Regions from separate parts of the Anas platyrhynchos genome. Here region 2 is linked to region 1. The links are chromatin contacts, called in public Hi-C maps. All regions are on one chromosome and are shown on one strand. Each heading gives the region's core, a stretch centred on a gene start, on an enhancer-like site or on the middle of the called end of the contact. The rest is flanking DNA. Distances are from core to core; before and after follow the strand shown. Region 1 has its middle 220 kb from the start of INHBA. Region 2 holds the start of INHBA (inhibin subunit beta A).

Region 1 (4,645 bases), core at 1,488-3,987:
CAAATATAAGGGAATAGAAGATATGCAGTCATTATGTGTTATCTGGTGCACTGTCTAATTATAAACTGTTGAAAACTGTTTATTCTCAAAGACAGGCTGACTCTGCTCCCAACCTCTCCCACTGTGGTAAATATACTAGTGGAAATTGTTGGCATGTGTAATGTTCCTGCTGTACATTTGTTGCCATGTTGACTTAATTCTTTGGTTAACAATCAGCACTGTTACCAGTTCTTCCAGTTTTTGAAGTGCTAATTTTTAGACTCATGGGATTAGAAAAAAAAATCTGAAAAAATGATATATATATCACTTGTAAAAGGGAAGAAGAGCTTGAAAACCTAAAACTTCATCATTAAGGGGGCAAAAGGTGAAAAGTGCCAACTGAATTTTTGGTAGAGGTTAGCAATATTTTTCTGCAGGTGCAGACACCAAAAATTTCACTGCTTTTTGTGTGCAGCCACATTATTTTCAAGGATAAACAAAATCCAAAAGTATATATAATTTCTTCCACAATGTGGAACTTGTGTTTATAAACAGGAATAAAAGGGTGGTACTGGGGAGGGACAGTACCTTCCCCATCTTGCCTATCTGCATGCCTGCCGCAGGACTGCAGTCTAAGCTTCAGAGCCACCTGGATATATCTGCACTGTGCGCTCCATAGCTTGAAAAAATAAAGGTAGTGCTAGCAAGGACCAATGCATCTGTGGTCCTGAAGTAATCAGCTTGGATTTCAGCCATGAAAATGCCCAATTGGGCAAAGCCAGCATGGCTGGACCTGTTTTCAAACACAAAAGACCTTAAAGTCTCATTCACTACCCTTTATTGTATTTCCTGTGTCAGGAAGATTTTCCTCTGCACTGAAGTATAACAGCTACTCTTGGTCTCTACTGGCCAAAATAAGAAGTTCTCATGAAAAGATGTAGCAGCAGCAGGTATATATTAGAAAGATTTCATGATTATGATCATGAGGTTGACATTAGCACTTCCCTCATTCTCAGTTTTGATGAGTTAAAATTCAGAAGAATGTTGCACACAATAATGATCAATATTACTCTGTGCACATTGTGAACATTAAATTATTATGGTTTTAACTAACTGGTTGATATTTAATTCTATGTCAAGTAGAATGAATGTATGAGAATTAAAATACAGGGGCTATTTTTTCATCATTATTATAATATTTTTTTTTGTCTCCAGTGGCTTATTGACTTAATACAGACCACAAAAATGTATTTCTGATTTGCCAAAGATCTGGGGGAAACCCTCTAACTTGAGCAGGGAGCAGGAATACTGAGCTTAGTAGAGAAATTTCTGAAGATGATTTTAAGGTCTGTTAGGAAAACAGACCAGCTGATTGTACTGGTAGCTTCTGACCTGCAATAAATAAATTAATAAATCTCCAACAAATAGGTTCTTAGAGAAGAAGGTAATAAATCTGATCAAAAGAATGTTTCTGGTTGATTATATTTAGATATACTTGCATTATTTTCATAAAAAATCATAAAATTCATAATGTATTCATAAAATGCATTATTTTCATAAAAACTTCATTATTTTCATTTTGTCTTGGACAAAACAAGGTGTCGGTACATATTTTTGTGCAAATACTTTAAGTTGTTAAAATAGTCTAGTCTAAAAAACTACAAACTTCTACAGGCCAAAAAGAGTTCTAAGACAGGTACTTTCTGGATTCAGAAACTGGAAATTGGGGTTAATATTTTTCTCCTTTTGCAAAGTTCTCTTCCTTCATCTCCTGTCAAAGCTCTACCAGGGATCTTGTGGAGCAGTTAAGTACTGGAATAGAAGTTGGCCATACCTGGTGTGCCTTCACCATTCCTAGGGGGAATCCTGCAGCCATTGGATAACCCCATTGCCTTTGCTTTCGCGTTATTAATTTCAGATGGAAACTATTCCAGGCAAGGGCTGCCTTCCTGTGCATAATCTCAGCAGGCTGTAATCTCAGCTGAGCCTTGTAGGTGCTAATACTTCAGCAATTCTGAGGTTTTTGAGGGCAGACAGGGCTATTAGATGGTCTAATCTGACACTATATTCACACTGGCCATAGGATTTTGGAATGCCTTCAGGAAATAAACTCTTGGATAAAGAGCAGCTGGCTCAAGTTGAACGCAGGCAAGACCAAAGCAGTGCTAGTCAGAAAGGGGGAATGCTTTGAAGAGTGGGCCAAGGGACTGTCTCCACCTTCCACTCATTGAAGACATATGGTCTCCATTTATCAAAGTTGTGCAAAGCCCCTGGGTCCTGCCTGGCTTCAATGGCCAGGTAGCACTGCTTTCTAAAGATTTCACAGCTAGCTAGCTAGGAAATGTCCTCTCTTTCCTCACAGACCATGATAACCTGAGAGCAGGAGCATACAGCTTTGCTGTTTCCACTCTTGGTTATTGGAACTCATTTGATCTGAATGTGATTCATCTGAGTGTAAAAATGATGCTCATGTTCAGGATCAGGTTAATGCAGCTGCTCAGTTGTGTGTTAAATGTCTGTAGATGTTGCTACCTTATTTTTCTGTGGTGTAAGCTACCTTGAACATAGCAGTTCAAGTCTTCTCAGGGTGCTTGGTGAGCTTCTGATGTCACTTTCAGTACTGAAAGTGGTTAGTGAATCAACAGCAGCTAATCAAATCCAAATTTTTATGTATGAACCATCATGACAATAGTATTCCTACTGACTGAAGCAGAATGCATTGCCCAGAAGAAAGTATGTGAGAACCGGATACAAGACTTTCTTAATCAGAGAATGTGAAATTGTCTTGCAGAGAAGATCAGACAAGCCCTTAGTCTGACTGATCTTCAGGAAAGAGGCCATCTCTTTTTCCATCTGTCATACTCATGGTTCAAACAGTGTTTTATTCCTTAACAACTAACAGTGCTTCAGTTTATATTTGCTCTGCACTGAGGATTGTTTGTTTGTTTTTTTCATTTTTTTTCCAAGTTTACTTAAGTTTTTTAAACAGAAATTTTTAATTGAAAAGACTGGAAGTTTCTACTACTTCAAAACTTTCAGCTCTCGAATAATAATAATAAAAAATAATAAAACAAGGAATTATTAAAACAGGTTTGATAGTAAAAGCTTCCACACATTTGTATTTTTTTGCAATGTAGGGTGGGGGAAAATACCCCTTGTGAAATATCTTGTGAAATAAAACAGCAATTTTAAATGCCTTTGTGAGAGATGCTGAAAACACACAAAAAGGTAGAAGACTTGGAATTACGTCCTCCCCTAAGAAAAGAAGAATCTGTTTTCCTTCAATTTTAGGCATATGTGATGAATTTAAATGAATTACATTGCATTATATTAAAAGAGAGAATGTGATGTTATAATCAAGATTGTCCAGATTGGATTAGAGATTTATGATATCTTTTCATGTGCACATTTTTTCTGTGGGGTGTAATCGTCCCTCACCTGTTCTGCTTGCTACTCAGACATTTCCGAAAGAGGAGAAATCTAGAGTTTGAATGGTAGAAGATAGGATTTAGGATTCTTCATGTGTCTTTAATGTGCCAGGTAGAAAGCTGAAAGTGTTTGATTTAAAATATGAATCTTGATTTCCAAAGTTTTTGAGACTTTGAAATAATTTGAGATCTGGCGTCTGTGAAGCCTTTCAGATTTTAGAACCACATTTATTGTCCTCAAGCTAAATTGTCCCCAGACAAATACAAGACAGAGGCAAACCCTCACACTTTTGTGGTTCCTGTAGAAATACCAAAGTATTAATGGCCTTTCTGTACACTTTTTCCAAACCTACCTTTAGTTGATGAGAGAAACCAGTGCAGGTGTTGGAGCTGAGGACATGGATGTATCAGAACTGAACAATAGTAATTCTTCCCTCCAGCAGTGTCCCACAGGGGTGAAAGATACAAGAAATCAGACCTATTCTTCAGCTATGGTAAGAACAGGGGAAAGGCATAACAGCATGGTATAAAAGCCAATTTTCTCTCTGCAACTGTTGTTACTTCAGACAAATTCTCCAAAGATGCCATGAGTAAGAAGGAAAGCTCAGAATAGAGAAGAGCAATCTCATTTCTTTGCAATTTAGGCAACTCCTGAGCTGAGAGAAGTAACTCCCTCTGAAGAGTGAAGAGAAATGAAATGTATTCTCTTTAAAGAATGAAATTGGGACTCTGTACAAAACAAAACAAAACAAAACAAAACACAAAACAAAACATGATTTCCACTGTTTATTATTATTATTATTATTATTATTATTATTATTATTATTATTATTATTTATTTTTTATTGGGTTTAAGGATATGGAAAGGTTCCTGTCTTCTGGGTGCAGGGTCAGCAGGGGGTGCCCTGCTCCTTCAGGATGTGGGTGAGGATTTCCTGCCCTAGAGAGAAACGGGAAGGGTTTGGTACCTATGGTCAGGCACCACCCTCTGTGTCTTGTACATGTGGGAGAGAATTAATCACTGTAGGCCATGTCTGTAGTTCTTTACTGAGGTTTTATTCAATCCCTCTCTGTCTAAAGAAGGTTTAGCTAAGAAAGTGAGTCAGGGCTGGGTGCTCTGTTGCTCGCTTCTGAGTAATGATCACTCCATTAGAGAGGATGTGGTGCTTTGAAAAAGGTATCAGTGAAATTAAATTTTGGATAAAAGCAGATTCCTACATTTGCTTCCATTACCAAAG
Region 2 (4,645 bases), core at 1,121-3,620, 220 kb after region 1:
TTTCTTTTTTTTTTTTTTTTTTTGTTTGTTTTATTCCTTCAACAGTATCACTGGCTTAACTAAACAGAGGAAACATGAATGAATGGAAAGAGTGAAACCTTTTATTAATGAGCACCTTGCTCTTGTCCTGTCTGGTATTGTTAGGGATAGCAGGAGATCTTAAATAGCTTGCGAACAAGAGGGCACTGAGGGCAGGGGCTGAGAGTCTGTTGGGCAGAATGTTATTCTGCTTTGAGTAGAAGAGAAAAGATCTTTTCTACTCACTTGTAAATGCTGGAGGTTATCAACACTGGCAAGAGATCTGACAGGAGCAAAATAACACTGTTGTTTGGAGGGCTATATAATACATGATCCGCTCTCCAGCTGCAGTACATGGTCAGGCACTGAGAACCTAAGCCGGAGTTGGTACGGCACATATCTGTGACATGCTAAGGTACTGCCCTGGCACCAGAAATATCCTTGCTTCTATGCTAGTCTGTGCCTAGAAGTTCTCAGGCAGATATATTTAGGTTTGGGGTTAATCAAGTAATGTCTGAAAAATGCTTTGAAGATGGAAAGTGTTACATGTCATCTGGCCAAATCATACTTGCTCCTGACTCAGGCAAATCCCTCATCGATGCCAATAATAATTCTGTCTGAGTGAAGGCTGAGTAAGATCTTCTACATTTGGCCCATTGTTATTAGAAGTCACTTTTTGTTTCATTCATTTAAATGACACAATCATAATATTAGAATAAGACATCACGAATAAAACATAGTTGAAAAAACAGTTTCAGCCACTGTTGGTAGATCCTTGGTATTTTATACTGACAAGGGTTTTGCCCAGCAGTAGAAAGGCATTTGCTATGTTACTGTCATGACTTCGTATCACCTTTATGTTCTGCAGCATCTCTGTTCTGTTCCTTACCTAGCAAGGGTGAAGCTAGCAAACTCCCTCATGTTTGGATGTGGTAACAGAAAATGAGAACGCTAAAAGCTGATGGAGTTTAACTTGAGGTTTTTCTGCACCAGACTAACTTTTGCTAATTTTCTTAGAGCCTTTTTTAGTAATAGCCCTCTTTCTTTTCCTTCCTTTCATACTCTCTCTCTCACGCACTTCTGCCTTCTTCTCAGGTGTGGTTACCTCCTACCCAGCAAATATTCCACTTTCACTATATTACCGTCAACCATTGTATTTTAGTGGAAAGGAGTAATTTATAAATATAAGCATTGTAAGGTCTCTAGTTTCCATGAGATGATTACAGACACATGGGCTGAGAGACAGGCATGGGATTATAGTTAAATGAAACATACAGAAGTAACTGAACAATCAACCAAAGTTTTACAAATGTTATATATTGCAAGTCCTTTTCAATTAAGGTCTTTTATAAGTCTTTCACTGTTATAAGGCATCCACAGTACACCCTCATCTGTGTTTTACTGACCTCAGTTGCTATACTGTTATATACTGTTACACTTACGGGTCTGTCAGCATTATAAACCCTGCAGCCATTCTTATAAACACATCTTTGTAACACAAACCTCGCTATAATACATCTAAATTTCTTGGATCTCATGAACAGCCCAAAGTCTGTTGTAATTATATGAAGTCTGAAAGTCAGCTTGAAATAGAACTAAAAGTTTAATTGGATGAAAAAATAATTTCAGTTGAAAATATGCATTCATGATTAGATATACTAACAGATGACATAATTAAAGGGGTTATTTATAGTTCTAATATAGCACCTATCCCAACAGTGTCTGATGAAAAGTAAGGGATAGGCATATTTCAGTTTAAAAGACAGATAAGTATGTTTGGGTTCTTGTTGTGAGGTGTACATTGCTTGCCATATATAACAGGTACACTTATCACAGACAATCTATTACATATAAGTATAGCATATTATACTTGCATGCCATGGTGATGACAGATTTAACATTAAAGCATAACTTTTCAAAAAGCATTGTTTTCTAAAAGCGAGTCTGCTAGTACCACAGATAGATAGTTCATTAGTACTTACATACATACCTATATATATATATATATATATATATGTTCATGTCTAAAAATACATAGTGTTTGGATAAATATAAAAATGATGGTTCAGATTCTTTTCATAAAATTACCTGAGCTGCAAAGCTCTGTATATACATTCATTCAATATATCCGTAACAATATGCAACAGCATGCACATGAATTAAAAGTTTTAGTTTTAAAAGAAAAAAGCTGGTTTAAAGTTTTACCTCTCTAGTCCTCACTCTCAGAAGGAGACTGCTGTATTGTGCATTAAGAACTGCTGAAGTTCCTCTTTGTGGTACTTATAATGCGAAGCTTTATACTGTACTTCTCATGTGTACACTCACATATAGTGTCTGTCAAAAGTAAGTGGGCCGGATCAGTGTGCTGGATTGGTTAATCCTGTTACATCAGCAATTGACTGTTTTTCCTGTATGAGACATACTTCTGGTAATTATCTAATGGAAACTCCTAATTGTCTAGCATGACAAAATATCGTGAATTCAACTTGTAGTGGTGATCTCTGTATCCATTTAAAGAATAGAACCTAGAATGAGACTGAAAGCAAACATTATGAGTCAGGAAGACACACTCCAACTTGTTTTATTGCATAGCTAGATATAGATATTATTAGATGTAGATATCACTGATTTAGTTCAAATACAGTATTTGCCAGATACTTAATTAATAGTTAGCAAATCGTTTTAGTCTTCTATCATGCTGAGGATTTATCAGATAATCTATCTACAAATTTGGATTACTTTCAAATTCAGGAAAATGCATTTGATTAAGAATCCTTTTGCAGAGGATATAATTTTTAGCTCAATCTTTGTATAAATTTATCCTTCTGTTAACTTAGGGATAGTTTTAAAGCTCTCCAAAACTGAGCTATATTGCTCATGTCCGAGTCTCAGAGCTCCTTGACATGCAGATTGTGTCACTATTAAAAACTATTTAGACACATAAAAATAAGTTACAATGAATGACAGTTTTTCTTTTTTTTTTTCTTTTTTTTTTTCTTAGGTATGACTTTAACTCCCGTGAAATAAAATCAACTTGCATTTTCGTTTCAGTTTATAGTAGTGAAACTTAAAAATAACTATGGCTATTAGGTAGTACGTAATTAATATATATATAAGGTCAAAAGTAAAGCCAAAATCAATCTCTTTTCTTAAACACACATAATAGCTAGCTTTATGTGGTACCGTTTATGACAAATGGCATGATCATGCAGTCTTTACTCATTCAAAACACCCACTGATTACCAGAAAATCCCCATCCTTCAGATTTTTTTTTTTGGCCTGAATCGTACTTATAATTGTATTTTTATGTCCTGTTGGTAATGTAAATTTAATCTGTCTTGGAATATGGCTGCATCAGGCAAGAAAGATTTAAAATTTTCAACTTACAGTGATACCAGGGAGTCCTTAGAGCAGCACTGATTCAGACTGAAGTATGTGCAGTATTCACACAACAGCTTTGGTAGAATGAGCAAAAAATCAGGAGTTAATGGGAAACATATGACCAGATAGGTTGTTTTGTTTCCTAGGTTTAATATGCATATAATAAGTTTTCAGGCTTTAACGTGCTGTGGATTGAAGCCTCTTGAAACAGGTTTCAGTAGCTTTCCTGCAGCCTGACATTGGTGGTTCCAGTTGTTACAAAGAACATTTTATTTTTATTTTTTCCCTTCAAGGACAGAGAGAGAGGCATGCTTGAAGAAACAAATAGTGAGTGTGTGTGCACATACCTACTTATTTATAGGGCAATATCTTTAATGGGGATCCTAAAACCAAGTTGTGGCAGAGGACTTTTCCAGCACAGAACTGTGTTTTTTTCAGGACCAAACTGAATTTGGTTTTAGCTGGCATCCTAAGCCCCTTTGAAATTAGTTACATACTGGTAGCGCAGTGACTGTTGTGATTTGGCAGCCGACAAGCGCTCAGCAAGAGATCTTGTACTGCACTGGTTTTACAGAGAGTGGAAAAACTGCCCTGCCAGTACCAGAGTTACCTTCTGCTGGGACACAGGACGGCACAGGGCCCACTTGCAGCAGCAGCAGTTGGTGCTGGTGCTGGTGCCAGTCCCACCAAGCATCTCACCCTGCTGCGGTTCCAGCCCCTGCGGGGGCTTCTCCCCAGACTGCCGCCAGTCGGGGGCTCCCAGGGAGAAAGCGTGTGGTCCAGGACAAAAAGAGAATGCTACTGAGCAAAGCACAGCAAACGTGCACATGATTTATAGCACGGGATAACTTCTGAAAGGAGATTAGGAGAAGTGAAAAGCATTATTCATTTCAGAGCATGCTCCTTATTGCCTCGGGGAATTCGCGTATAGCTTTACCAAAGGCCTAATGAAAGCTTTACTCAGTGACTAATTTTTTTTCACACCTATTTCTCTCTTTATAAATATTTTTCTCCCCACCCCTCCACTTCTTCTCATTTTGTTGAACACAGCAACACCTGCTGGCAGTGGTCCGGGAGTACTGCTGGAAAGGCCCACTGATCTAACTCTTCAGACCAGCTGCCATTAAGCACTGCCAAGCCATATTAATGAGCTGCCTCTATTTTTACCCCTTCCTTCCAGAAAGGGCAGAAAGGGATTTTGGGAAAAACTGTAGCTGTATTTCTTTTATTTTTCAGTTCTTTTTTT

The links. A called contact is a pair of places that touch in the nucleus more often than the background predicts.
Region 2: a contact with region 1 is called in a Hi-C map of F5 follicle, with 4 times the contacts expected there. The contact joins the promoter of INHBA here to the enhancer-like site in region 1. A contact is called at or near these places in 3 of 8 Hi-C or Micro-C datasets (F5 follicle, liver and skeletal muscle).

Annotation. Positions count from the first base shown.
Region 1 is chr2:100,739,409-100,744,053 of IASCAAS_PekinDuck_T2T, forward strand. No RefSeq gene overlaps it. Among named protein-coding and RNA genes, the nearest start is that of INHBA, 220 kb to the right of the region's middle. Within about 2 kb of position 2,738, at least 2 of the 8 cell types and tissues checked have an H3K27ac peak or open chromatin away from gene starts, as enhancers often do.
Region 2 is chr2:100,956,607-100,961,251 of IASCAAS_PekinDuck_T2T, forward strand. It overlaps INHBA (inhibin subunit beta A), which reads right to left and starts at 2,371. Exons shown (of 3, transcript XM_013095239.5): 1 at 2,224-2,371. The region is part of intron 4 of LOC106015519 (a long non-coding RNA gene); the gene reads left to right.